Regions from separate parts of the Mus musculus genome. Here regions 1 and 2 are each linked to region 3. Evidence: chromatin contacts called from public HiChIP or PLAC-seq and promoter capture Hi-C data. All regions are on one chromosome and are shown on one strand. The core of a region is the stretch at or near the end of the contact, and the rest is flanking DNA. Distances in the headings are between cores, read along the strand shown. Region 1 holds the start of Spryd7 (SPRY domain containing 7). Region 2 holds the start of Trim13 (tripartite motif-containing 13). Region 3 has its middle 3.7 kb from the start of Gm35419.

Region 1 (4,088 bases), core at 1,224-3,723, 620 kb after region 3:
GGCATCTTCCAGTTCTAGGTCTTCATCATATCTTTTCTCAAGGACAGTTTTCCAGTTCACATAGTTCTTTCTCATTGCTGTGGCCTTCCAGGCAAAGCAAGATGGGTCTGACTGAAATAAAGACGGTGGTCTCTCATTCCACCCACAGATAAGTAAAGAAACACTGAATGGACGAACACCACCTGCCTGCATGTACTCCTGCATCACAGGTGCTGCCCTCTGTACCAGCTGGGCTGTGGGAATGGGATCTTGGTAAACAAGTAGTATTGCTGAGCAAGTTTCCGGGCTCTGTGTACAAGTGCTCTGTAATCGGGGCCCATGCCACTATACACCACACCGATGTGTTTGGTTATGGGCTCCACCTTGTGAACACTCCTTTCATCATACAGGATGGATTTCTGCTTTTTTTCTCAGTTGCTAATACTACGCCATTTGCAGCTTTAATTCCCACTGAAGGGGCCCCTCCAGCTACTGCAGCCAAAGCATATTCAATCTGGACAAGCTTGCTAGATGGGCTGAATGTAGTGTAGTCAGCAAGAAGCTGTAACTGCGCTCTGCCATCTTTACCTGGAAAGTCGGACATAAAACAAATTTTATTTACATATGTTATAGCAGATTAGCTAATGTGAAGACTAATGAAACATGCAAAAAAAAATGAAGCACAAATTTGCATTTTTTAACCGAATATTTTTAGAGGGTTGTAACCTTAATTTTAAGTTTAAACTTTAAAATCTGAGATGCTAAAAGATGTGGTGAAGCAAATAAAGGGCTGGAGTTGGACCCCTGGGGTTTGTATCATACTTTGTATATTTTCTACCTTTGTGAAATTGCACAGTCATTTAACCTATTTCTTCATCTATAAAGTAGGGACAGTATTGAGCTTGAAATGTTGCAAAAAGTCTATCGTGTGGTGTGTGTGTGTGTGAGAGAGAGAGAGAGTGAGAGAGAGAGAAAGAGAGGATTATCAAGAGTACTTCAATAGATATAGAGGCAGTGAGGGAGAGGGGATAGTCTGAAATTATTTTAGCAATTACTTTGGGTATTAATTCTGTAATAACTAAGTCTCAAAGTAAAAAAAAGCCTTGGATATCTCCCTTAGTATCATAATATTTATTTATGTATTTGTTTATATTTTATGTGCATTGGTGTTTGAGGATGTCAGATCCCCTGGAACTGGAGTTGCAGACAGTTGTTGTGAGCTGCCATGTGGTTGCTGGGCATTGAACCCAGGACCTCTGGAAGAATAGCCAGTGCTCTTAACTGCTGAGCCATCTCTCCAGCCCTAAAAATATTTTTATAAATAGAAGAAACCAAAGTCTGAAATTTTTCCCTCATCCTATGGCTAAAAATCTCAATAAAGTATATTTACACTCAGGTGACTAAAAGGTTATGTATGGGAAACCATTACTAAAGAATTGGGAATTTTTGTTCAGTTTTCCAGGATTTGATGAAGACCCAGAAAACTTCCAGGGTGGGAATCTTATCTTGGAAGAGAGGTTTGAGCCAGATTCTGTTGGGACACCATGGGGTGTGAGGGATAACGACAGACAGATAACAAGTGACCCCCACTGGGGCCTTCCTTCGATATGGTAATAGGAAGCAGCAGACCCCCGTAAGAGCTGAGTTTCTCTTCACCCTCTCTCAGGGCATTCCCTTCACATTTCTAGGAACCATTGGTGCACCAGAAAGCTGAGTAAGACTGTCTGATCGGAAAGCAAGCCTGAAGACCTGAGTTCGATTCCCGGATCTCCAAGGTAGGGGGAAGAAAACCTATTTCTGAGAGTTGTCTTCAGACCTTGCCGTGGCACGAGAGCGCCTGAACGCACGTCCTGAGCACGAATATACAATAATGACTTTTTAAAAAGTCGTCTTTCGGCCCTGTCCCGACCCCTTCCCGTAGTCCCCTCATAAGGGTGACTGCTTGCAAGTCCTGGGTCCACGCAGCAATCAACCCAATGATAAACGCCGGTGCATGGAAAATGCGAAGAGCCTCGCCGCACACCCAAAGACCGGGTCCTCGGAGTCTGCGTGGCAGGATGCGGAGAGCCGGAGAGTTCCGACGGAAAACTCCCGGGCGTTTTATTAGCTCCATGCCCAAAGGAGGTCTGCCGATCCCTAAAAATCACTGCGGAGCCGCCCCAGGCAGCTACCAGTAGCGCGCCGACACAGCACGGAGCTACTACGGAGGCTGAGGCGGTCAGGGCTGGAGTTCCAGACCCTATAAACAGCACAGAAGGCCCTGTCAAACCAGCAACAACCACAGCCGCAGGGAATCCCGACGACTCTCAGCTCCACCATTCACCTGCCAGCCACAGGGCCTAGGGGAGGACGCCGCAGCACGCCTGCGCACGCCGCCACGCCCACCCCATGTCAGTCAGGCCACTGGCCACGCCCACTTTCAGAAACCCGGACCTTTTCCCCAACTCCGCCCTCTTCCAGGCGTCAGGCCACTGGCCCCGCCCTCTTTCAGTCAGTCAAGCCCGGGCCCCTGCTCGGCTCTCTACAGCGCCCTGCCCACCCGCCACACCCTCTTTGACTTGGGCTGGCCGCTGGCCCCGCCCACCTCCCGACACCGCCCCGCCCCTCCGGGCGGTCCTCGCTCCTTCGCCGGGGGACCTCGCCTCAGTCTCCGCTTCGCCTCCCGGCCCTGGCGTCGCTGTGCGGGCTGCGAGGCTCCCGCGACCCAGAAGCACTCGGGCGCGGGCGGAGCGGTGGGGCTGTGTAGCTACGCCATGGCCGCGTCGGCGTGGTGCTGCCTGCGCTGCTGCAGGGACGGCGGGACTGGCCACATTCCTCTCAAGGAGATGCCGGCCGTACAGTTGGACACGCAGCACATGGGTAAGGGCCTCCCGACTGGACCCAACCGCCCACCGAGGGCCGAGGGAAATGGGGCGGGGACCACGTGACCACGCAGCCCCCTGTGGCCTCTCTGGCCTCGGTCATCGGGCATGGGCTGTGCCAGCCTCCCAGGGCTGAATCTCTCAGAGAGGAGTCAGGTGTTCCCAGGTGAGGAAGCGGGGGCGCTCGCCCGCCCGCCCGCCATCAGTGCCCGGGTGTCGAGTGTCACCTAGTGTTTGCTGAGTCCTGTCTTCAGCACTATCAAATATAGGCTGAAGCTTGTTCTGGGGGAGTAATTTTCCCCTCACTTCCTGAAGCCCAAACAGGGCCGGTTGCAGAAGCCTGGAGTAGAGCCTCAGGTCGTAACAAGCCACTTCCACTAAAATCTCCATTGCTGGACACCTTAGTCACTGTTGGGAACGCTGTAATTTTATCTGACTCTCGCCATCGGGCCAAGCGATTGCAAAATAGAACAGTGCTCCTTCTCATCCATTTTTTTCCAGTTCCCAATGGCTTTATAATTAATTTAATAATAATTTCTCATCCAACATTCCCCCCCCCCTGTAGCATCTTTTTCTACATAGGATTACTTCAGTTCTTAGACCCTTTCCAAGCTTCTGGAATATTATCCAGGCAGATTTCCCAGAATAATTATTTCAGTTAGAGTGCTGTCTTTTTGTGTATTATTACAATAAACTAATGCATTTTTTGATTTCCCCAAATACCTCATTGTCTAAAAGACTGTATTTAAGTAACACAAGCATTCTTAATATCTACAACAAAACTCTTTTCTGCCCAGATAATCTACAAGTCTGGAAACATTGCCCATTATATTTTCTATTGCAGTACTATACGCAGTCGTCGTTTACTATGGTGTACAGTGCCACCACAAATTTACAGTCTCTAGTACAGAATTTCAGTACTAAATACCTTTAAGCCCCTATCCATCACTATAGACAGTGGATGTTCAGATCTTGTACTTTCTCTCAGGAAACATTTCTATTTAATTTATTCACTCAATGAATATGACTTTTAGGTGATAAGATACTGTATTAAGGGCTGAGATAAGACTGCAGGACTGTAGTGACTTTTGAGCCCATGCTGTGCTGTCTATTATGTAGAACAATCCTTATTCCTGGCCTTTTTCTTTTAGGAAGAACTAAGTGACCCATTGTATCTTTGCAGTTTCCCTTTCTCCTGTGCTATCCAGCACCCTCAGGTGCTGAGTGAAGAACCGGGATATGGTCTCT
Region 2 (4,294 bases), core at 1,624-4,123, 570 kb after region 3:
GTAGTATATTATATATAGTACTCAATTCAAATTTGCTAATGTACCTTAACCTCTAAGACCTCCAAAATCAGTAATAAGTATTTCTTTAGTCAGTTTACTGAGGAATACAAAAATATTACCAAAATAACAAACTAGGATGGAGTACTTGGCACTCTACTGGCCATCAGACAACCATCTGTGGCTGGAGACAGGGATTAGGTCCAGCAGTGCCCACGATGAGCAGAGCATACCACTGAGCAGTGCACATGCCCAGGCACACTTATTCTCTCTGTGGCATGTGTGTGCAATGCACGTACACTGCTTGCACAAGGCCGAGGCCAGAACTCGTGTCTTTCCTCAGTCTTCTCCACCTTTCCTTGTTTGCAGTGGGATCGCTTGCTGACTCAGCTATGCTTTCTTGTTTGTTTTCTTGAGACAGGGTTTTTCTGTGTAGCCCTGGCTGTGCTGGAACTCACTTTGTGGCCCAGGCTGGCCTCGAACTCAAAGATCAACCTGCCTCTGGATCCCAAGTGCTGGGATGAAAAGCGTGTACCACTGACACCCAACTTGAAAAAGATTGTCAAGTGTTCTTCTAAACAGAGTGTGTATAGCTGCACATGGTGGCACATGGCTTTAATCCCAGCACTTGGGAGGAAGACTGATAACCTGAACTTGGTCTACATAGCCACCCTGCCTTAAAAAAAAAAAAAAAAGTAAAAATGGCGTGTGGGAGTGTTGGGGTGTGTATACCAGTCTCGACCCACACACACACAAGTTTGTACAAACATATCCTGGTTTCTAAAACACTCCGTCTCTCCACGTATTTCCTCACCTTAGCAAACACTGAACAGGTCTCATTCTTACTGTTTCCGCCTGGACTTAAAACGTAAACCAACTTAAATCAGTTACTAGAAGCATGCGTCACTTATCTTGAGAACAAAGGGGTAGGAATAAAACGTAAGTTCTGGGCTTAAACCCAAAGTAGCTAACCAAGCCCCCAACTTCCGGAGGAAAAACATGGGGCCTGACTCTCCTTGCCCTTCTACCACCAAAGCACAGACCTTGAATTTGCAAAGTTCTAGGATTCAAAACTCTCCAGAAAGTAAGTCAAAAATTTAGTATTCTAACCCAGGCGTAGTGGCAGACACCTTAAGCCAAACCCAGCACTCTGAATGCAGAGGAAGGCAGATACGTTAGTTCAAGGCCAGCCTGGTCTAACTAGGAAACTGTCACAAAAAGGGGGAAAAAAGATGATTTTCCTATGTTAGGAGCCGAGAATATGCTAATGGCAGAGGTATACTTAGCATGCTAAAGGCACTGGGATAGATTCCCAAAACAAAGTTTACTCCATAGATTTCTAAAAATCTCTTATAGTTTTCACAAATATGTTTTATCTTTTACAAAATGAGGATCTTTACAATACTATCTTCATATTACTTGAAAATAAATACAACTAGGGTACCAGAAACACAGAAGCATGAACTGCGGTGGGTCAGAGACCCTTTCACAGAGCAGGGCTGAGGTTGCAGCTCACTGAAAGCGCTTGCCCAGAGTGAGCAACTTCCAGACCTACCAGAAAATACATGGATGGAAAGAACAGTTGGGAAGGAAGGCTGAAGACATGGGTCTTCTGGGCCTGGACCTGTTACTTTCAGTGCAAAACACTGACCAAAATCAACTGACACTTGCAGGTTACAATCAGTCCATCACTGAGGTAAGTCAGAGCAGGAACTCAAGGCAAAACAAACTGCTCTCTATTCCCCACAACAATGCCTTCCACCATGGAACCCACTCCCAACCAGCAGACACCATCAAGAATGTGGATGGCTGCCTGTCCATAATGGGCTCCTGCTTAGCTGGTTCATCAGCCTAAAGATAGAGCTGCCCACAGTGTGCCCAGTGTAAATGAAGACATATCCACAGACCAATCTGAAAAACAATTACTCAGTTCAGATTGTTTTCAGGTGATATTAGGCTGTGTGAAACTGATGCTTAGCATTAAATAGGGCAGAGGTGTAGTTCCCGGGTAGACTGTGATAGCATACTCCAAGGTGTAATTTAAAGCAAAAAAAAAGGGGGGGGGGGCATAATTGATTAATAGCCCCATTGAGTCCTAGCACAAAGAATGCCTATATATTGACATTCTGTTTTAAAAGCACTCCTCATACAAATGTCTAGAAAGCTGCAGGAATCTAAAGCCCTGCTCTACAGCCCCAGTAGCTGGACAACTAAGACAAACCACACAGAAGAAATGTTGCTGGATTTGTTTCCTTTAGAGCATACTTTTTTTAAATTATATATAGTAATTACCAAAAAAATGAATGGCAAGCATGGATTTTTGAATCCATGAGTTTTGAAATATGAAAAGAACAAAGGCCCTATTATTAAAGGAGGTGGTGAAGATATACTTATTCTTTTTATTTCCATCTGGAATGGTCCTAGGACTAATAAAATCGGGTATTTTTCCCCTTCATAAATACCAGAACATAAAGAAAAATAATACGGTTTACCTTTGTTCCAGGCAAGTATATGCTTTTGGCAAGCTTACTATATTTTCTGTGGAGAGAGCCAGTTCGTTTTCCCTCACGTTTTGACGGTAAAACTGGAGAACACTGTAGAGAAAGGAGAAAGAGTGTCACAGGCACAGATCTGCATTCTTGGCCCCCTCCTAGCCAGGGGGCCTCCCCAGCGGCGCGCTGACCTTCCCGACCGCGACAGTAGCACCGCTGCCGCCAGGCCGTGCCGCCCGTCACCGCCCACGCAGGTGTCCCCCGGCCGCGGCAGCGGGGCCAGCGACTCCCGGCCCCCGGTCCCTACTCGGAGCACACTGCTCACCTCCACCAGCCAACTGGGGCCGGGCTGCGCCGGTGCAAAATGGACACGGCGACCACGCCCTCTGCTTCCCGCTGTCCCGCGCCTGCGCACCACCTAGGTCGCCCAGCCTCTGGATAAGTGCTCTGGTGACGCCCACGCGCCGAGTTTGGATTGCTGTATTTTTGTTGTTGTTGTTACTTGCATTTTTCAAGAACAACAAAAACAAAAACACAGCCCAACCCTTCACACCACTTTGCCTACTTTTCAGGACCCAGCGGGCTCGGCGATCTCTGGGTAGAAAACCATTGACCCAACTTTATAGAAAGGCACTACTTCCCAGCACTCGGGAGTCAGAGGCAGGCGGATTTCTGAGTTCGAGGCCAGCCTGGTCTACAAAGTGAGTTCCAGGACAGCCAGGGCTATACAGAGAAACCCTGTCTCGAAAAAAAAAAAAGAAAAGAAAAGAAAAGAAAAGAAAAGAAAAGAAAGGCACTACTACGGTTCCCCTCAGAGGCAGGAACTTTTAACTGGTTTTAAAATATCTCAATCAATCAATCAATCAATAAAAATAAAATAAAAAATAAAGAAAAACCAAAATAAAATAAGATAAAATAAAATAAAATATCTCGCCCTGATTTCCACCTCCTATGCGGAGACCGTGGTTACAGAGGATGAAAAAGATGGTTCCTATCCAAACTTGAAAGCCGGTAAATGCAGGGTGATGTGTGCTGGAGGAGCACGTCTACTCCCGCTTGGGAAGGCCTGGGCCTTTAGGAGAGCAAATTTGGGGAAAGCGCGGTTCCAAGTCATGGAAAAGCCCCTCTTGCCCCCTTCCGCCCATTGCCTGTGGTCCCGGCTACACCATTCCTAAGACCAATCCCTGTCATTTCTAACTTAGTCCTCACGAGAACGTTACAGTGGAACCAAGAGCCTTATCCTCTAAATGAACAGGTTTTCTACAAGGTGGAAAACCAAGACGAAGCTGTGGAGGGTTTCCTCAAATTCCAACGGCACGTGTAACCGTTTATGTATACCACTTGACACGTGAAGCGTAAACTGGGGTAAAAACCTGCTAGATCGGGGAGGTAGCTTCATTTTCTAAACTATATACAAAATATATATTATTTATAAGCCTGATCCTACAACTAAACTTCCAGCTCTTTAGAAACTTGTGTCATTCTACGGAGCTAATCCACCTTTCTCTTGAGTTCCTCCAAACCCAGCAGGGCCCCTTAGCGCTCTTACCTAGATTTCCGTTTTGCCCGAGTCCTGCCTGTACTCCACTGTTAGCCCAAACGCAAAGGATGATCTCTATCTCTTAACTGAAGCTCCTTCCATAAAGGCCAAAAAACAAAGGAGTGGGGGCCTCCATCCAATGGCTATAAAAAGAAGCCTCTAGCTCCTCCCCCACACCCTTGGCAGGCTGAACCACTTCACCACCAAGATGGGGGGAGGGGGGAGGGCTCCAAGACAAGTCAGTAGGAGCCAAACCACTTCACCT
Region 3 (4,276 bases), core at 1,581-4,080:
CTGTCTCTGAGGCTGCCTTTCACCACCCAGGGCCTTCCAGTGCCACTCCCAGGGATCAGAGAAGTCTGTGATACGAGAACCTCAGAAGTGGGATGGCCTTAGAGAGGCTGTGGTTTTGCTTCCTCATCTCTCAGGTTAGGACAGCAAAATGGCCAAGAGGTAAGTGAAGAGTTCAAGGCTCTTTAGTGCTTTTTTGGTAGTACCAAGTACTACCTATGCCAGTAGAAACCTGTATTGTGATGGTTATCGGATGCTTGTCTTGAAGATTGTGTGACTGAAGAACTGAGTATTCAACTGAAACGTAGCTAGCCAGTAGGGTGGCACTGCTGCTCATCGCATCTGAACATTCTTCCCATCCTATGTTCCGCTTTCTTCTGTTAAGAGGTGGCACATCCAAACCTCCGATATGTCTACTTGCCATAGGGTTGTGTTACATAGCATTAAACACACCAGGAAGTCCAAATAAGAAATGGAAATGCCTCCTGCATCCATGGTTATACAAGTGACATGAGATACATCATGGAAACCAAGTTGTCTGACCTATCTGACACGCTTTGTGAAACCACCATCTCCACAGTCTTTGACACGTCTTTGCATTATTTATCCCCGTGGAGGTGGCATATAGGACAACTTGAGGAAGTCAGTGTTTTCCTTCCACTACGAGGGTTCTAGGGACTGAACTCAGGTTACTGAGTTTGGTAACACGGACCTTTATCCATGGAGACTTCTCCAGGTTTTTAATTTTAAATCTAATTTTCACCTTGCTATCCTGAAATGGATTTGAGTGGCAACAGCAAAAGCCCCTGGCTGCTGAGCCACCTCACTAGCTCTGCTTTCTGTAGTCTCGGTAAGGAGGTTAAAACTGGACTGGATGGCAGCATGCAGCCCTCTGCGTCTTTCTCATTTTAAAAACAATTCCAAACGATCTATAAAATGAAAAGTCACTATTTCTTTCTAAGTCTAACACCTTCATAGTCTACAGAGGTCTGTCGTTGCTGAGGTGTGAGCAGACCTCACTGCTGTGAAACAGGCCAGGCACTGTACTCTCTGCAGGCCCTCGTCACCTCAGAAGCTCACTGAAACGTCTTGACTTGCCTCCTCTGCTCAGTTAGTTTCCACAAATTATTGGGGGGGGGGGAGCCACTGCTGAGTGGAGCTGGGTATGAAGGTGGAGATCTGCCAGCTAGTACACCATCAAGGCTTCCCAGGAAGCTAGCGTGATTCTGAAAGAGCCACTGCTCTCCAGACCACACCACCGACTCCCCACATCAGACAGTCTGCCATGAGGAAGTCAGACGAGACCTTCAGAGAAGCTATTCAAAGGGGAGGGACCGGCTGGCTTCATAGTTTGCTACTGCTCAGTGGCTTCAAAGGCCAACGGTCTCCCTTCACATGATTCGGGAGACAAATGGCCTTTCTTGTCTCTGTAATGTCTGGTCCAGAAGTCTTGTTTTTCATCCTCTGCCTCCTGGGGGTGGGGTGGGGGGGGGAAGGGAGTTTAATTAGACAAAATTATCGTCAGTGAATATCCACTCCCCCCTTTTATTGGCCAAATGACCTCTTCTTAAAATATGTTTGGTGTTCTTTTCTGAACTGAGAATCATCCACCCACAGGGTTATCTGTTCCATATTTTCATCAGAAAGTCAAGGAGGTTTGGCAGTGGAACAGTAAGGTCGGCTCCATTATCTAATTTTGTCTGAGATACTTGGCTTACCAGTGGGGAAGGTGGATGGCTGGGAATCTGTAGGGGAAGCTGTAGCCTTTCTCTCTCTCTTGGGAATCTGTGGTGGGAACGGCAGAGCCTCCAAGGAGCCCCAAGGCTTTCCCTGGGGCCAGAACAGAGAAAGCTGCTGCTCTGGGCCTTTTCTTGGATGCACATAAAAGAGGTCAAAGGAAATTATAACAAAGCTTCTTTAAAAAAAAGCTAGACACTTTGATGTAATGCATTAATTCAAAGGAATGGCAAAAACATACACAAACTGGCGGGGGGGGGGGGAGAAATTCTTGTGAATATTTTTTGATCAAGTCAGGATTACTGATATTAAAGTAAATAGTGACTGGTTTTGGTATTCGGTCTGTATTTTAAATCAGTCAGTGAATACAAATATCTAAAAGCTGGCATGTGACGCTATCCCAACCCTCACAGCAGGAAGCATTAGTTCAGAGCAGTAGGGAAAATGCATATTTGAGTCCTTTAGTGACTTGTGACTGCAGAGAGCCACATCTAGCAATCAGGCAGATAGATAATGTCATCTGGGGTCATTGTGATGCCTTGTAGAATCTTTGGACAAGCTGCTTTGAGATGAGATTACTTTTGTAGAAGTACAATCCCTTTGCACTCGGTTTTGTTGACAAACAGATCAAGCAGCTGACAGAGAAGTGGCAGCGCAATGTGTTTCTTCGAAGCAGATGCTGCACTTTAGCCAAGAAAGAAAGAAAGAAAGAAAGAAAAAATCGATTCATCAGCTTGTACGTGCACATCACGAAGCGCTTAATCAGAAAGTCATGTGGGACTTTCTTTGCCATGATCATGAGACCTGGGGTTCTCAAGGGAAATGTTCCAACACGAGAAAGAAAATACACAGCCCAGAAAGCCCATGTTTTCAATTTGCTGCCGCACGGTTTAAATGATCTAAATAGGCAGCTTAATGTAGGGAGAAGGGGTCATTCAAGGTGAGAAAAATCATGTTTAATACCCCCAGCTCACGTTGGGTTGATTGTACTTTTGAAATGCGAATGACCTCAGCTGACAGCGTTCCTCTTGATAAGAGGATCCCCTGTCTGTTTCTAAATCTGTCATCTGCCAGTGACAATGGAAGCATGTCTCAGCTCCTGGCACCAGGCCCAGCTCCTCTGGGCATCATGCAGAATTCGGGGTTTGTTGGTTACTTTCTCTGTATATTGCCAATGTGCTTGCCTCCTCTAGGTGCCACCCTTTCTGTTTCCCATATGTATGCTGCATCACTACAGAGAAAAACTCGACGGCGAGGGTGTGGACTGCATCTTTCCTGGGGAACCTGCTTCAGTTTTCTCTCTATGTGGGATGGGGGGGGGGGAGGGTAGAGTTCTACAGAAACCACAGTCCTCCGATGGAAAGGGTTGCAAAGTTGAGCACTTACTTGATGCTTGCCAGCACTACAGGCAATAGAAAAGAAGTCTGGTTAAAGGCTTGTTTTGATATTCAGTTTATTTTTAGTTCTATGTTTGGGTATGTTTGGGTATACACAACATACATGTGTGTACAGGTGCTCTTGGAGACTTTGGATCCTGGGAGCTGGAGTCACAGGCTATAGTGAGTTGCTTGATGTGTGTGCTTGAAACTGCCCTTGGGTTCTCTGTAAGAGCAGTGTGTGCTCTTAAGGGCTGAGCCATCTCTCTAGCCCAAACAGTATTTATGCTTTAGAAATGCAGCATGGACTATTTTAGATGAAATTATGTAATGCCTGTAAGAAAGACTGTGGATTTATAGTTGTTGAAAATAGTTGATAGGTACAAAGGGGTCTATTAGATTAGTGTGTTTATTTTTGTGCATAGTTTATAGTCTCTATAATACACAACTTAAAAGATGGCAGGAAAGGGAGCCTTATCCTCAAATACACAAGCCCCAGTGAGGCCAGAGATGCAGCCCTTCAGACAGTAGCCAGCAGGCAGCAGGCAGCACTGCTCAGAGCTCTCTGGTGTTTGACCTCACAGTGTGGTGTCGTGTCCCTTACAGTTCTCTGTCTGTCAGACTGCTGGGATGCACCCTCTCCTTGAATTCTTCTCCCACTGACTGGGAGTCCAGTCAGGATCTGCAGAGTTCCAGCTTCACAAAACTCAAATGCCCCGAGTCACTTCTCCAAGGCCCCTAAGTCATTTTCCAAGGCCCTTAAACACAGATAGTGCATTCTCTCATAAGTCTGACTTGGGCTGTACACATGTTTCAATTTCCACCTAGTTTTATTTTCAGCCAGATCCCTATGGCCAGCAATGGCTGGAGGTCTTTCTCTTGCTGATCCTAAAGTGGCCTTTTTTCTTCCTGTGCCTCTTTCTATCCCTTTAGTTGCCCTGTGCCACGCCCCCCCCGCCCCCGCCCCCGCCCCCGGCATACTCCCCTGTGTCTTGAAAACAGTTCCCTGTTCTGTGTGATCATTTTGACTCTTGGACTCTAATCTCTATTCTGAAGCAAGTTAGGCTGAAGTACGCAGAGACAATAGTTCCAGCCTTTGGTTACCTCATGCCTAACTTAGATGCACAAGGCTCTCTGTCTGCTGTGGAACAGCAGCTGGGATTTCA

The links. Promoter capture Hi-C pulls out the DNA fragments that hold promoters and counts their contacts. HiChIP or PLAC-seq counts read pairs in DNA pulled down with a chosen protein or histone mark.
Region 1: an H3K27ac HiChIP or PLAC-seq map of extraembryonic endoderm stem cells shows a contact between it and region 3, with 6 times the contacts expected there. The contact joins the promoter of Spryd7 here to the enhancer-like site in region 3. A contact is called at or near these places in 9 of 39 promoter capture datasets (the C10 cell line, HPC-7-derived erythroid cells, embryonic stem cells and 5 more), 1 of 484 Hi-C or Micro-C datasets (cortical neurons) and 4 of 115 datasets of contacts at active chromatin or transcription factors (astrocytes, bone marrow-derived macrophages, differentiating embryonic stem cells and 1 more).
Region 2: a promoter capture Hi-C map of neural stem cells shows a contact between it and region 3. The contact joins the promoter of Trim13 here to the enhancer-like site in region 3. A contact is called at or near these places in 5 of 39 promoter capture datasets (the 3T3-L1 cell line, embryonic stem cells, hippocampal neurons and 2 more), 1 of 484 Hi-C or Micro-C datasets (bone marrow-derived macrophages), 4 of 115 datasets of contacts at active chromatin or transcription factors (embryonic basal ganglia, embryonic stem cells, neural progenitor cells and 1 more) and 3 of 9 other capture datasets (adipose tissue, liver and macrophages).

Annotation. Positions count from the first base shown.
Region 1 is chr14:61,555,271-61,559,358 of GRCm38.p6, reverse strand. Spryd7 (SPRY domain containing 7) reads left to right here and starts at 2,473. Exons shown (of 5, transcript NM_025697.4): 1 at 2,473-2,838. The coding sequence starts at 2,733. It also overlaps the pseudogene Gm4118.
Region 2 is chr14:61,598,091-61,602,384 of GRCm38.p6, reverse strand. Trim13 (tripartite motif-containing 13) reads right to left here and starts at 2,873. Exons shown (of 3, transcript NM_023233.3): 1 at 2,815-2,873; 2 at 2,490-2,591.
Region 3 is chr14:62,172,610-62,176,885 of GRCm38.p6, reverse strand. No RefSeq gene overlaps it. Among named protein-coding and RNA genes, the nearest start is that of Gm35419, 3.7 kb to the right of the region's middle. Within about 2 kb of position 2,830, at least 44 of the 459 cell types and tissues checked have an H3K27ac peak or open chromatin away from gene starts, as enhancers often do. A contact at or near this core is called in extraembryonic endoderm stem cells and neural stem cells, where this site is marked.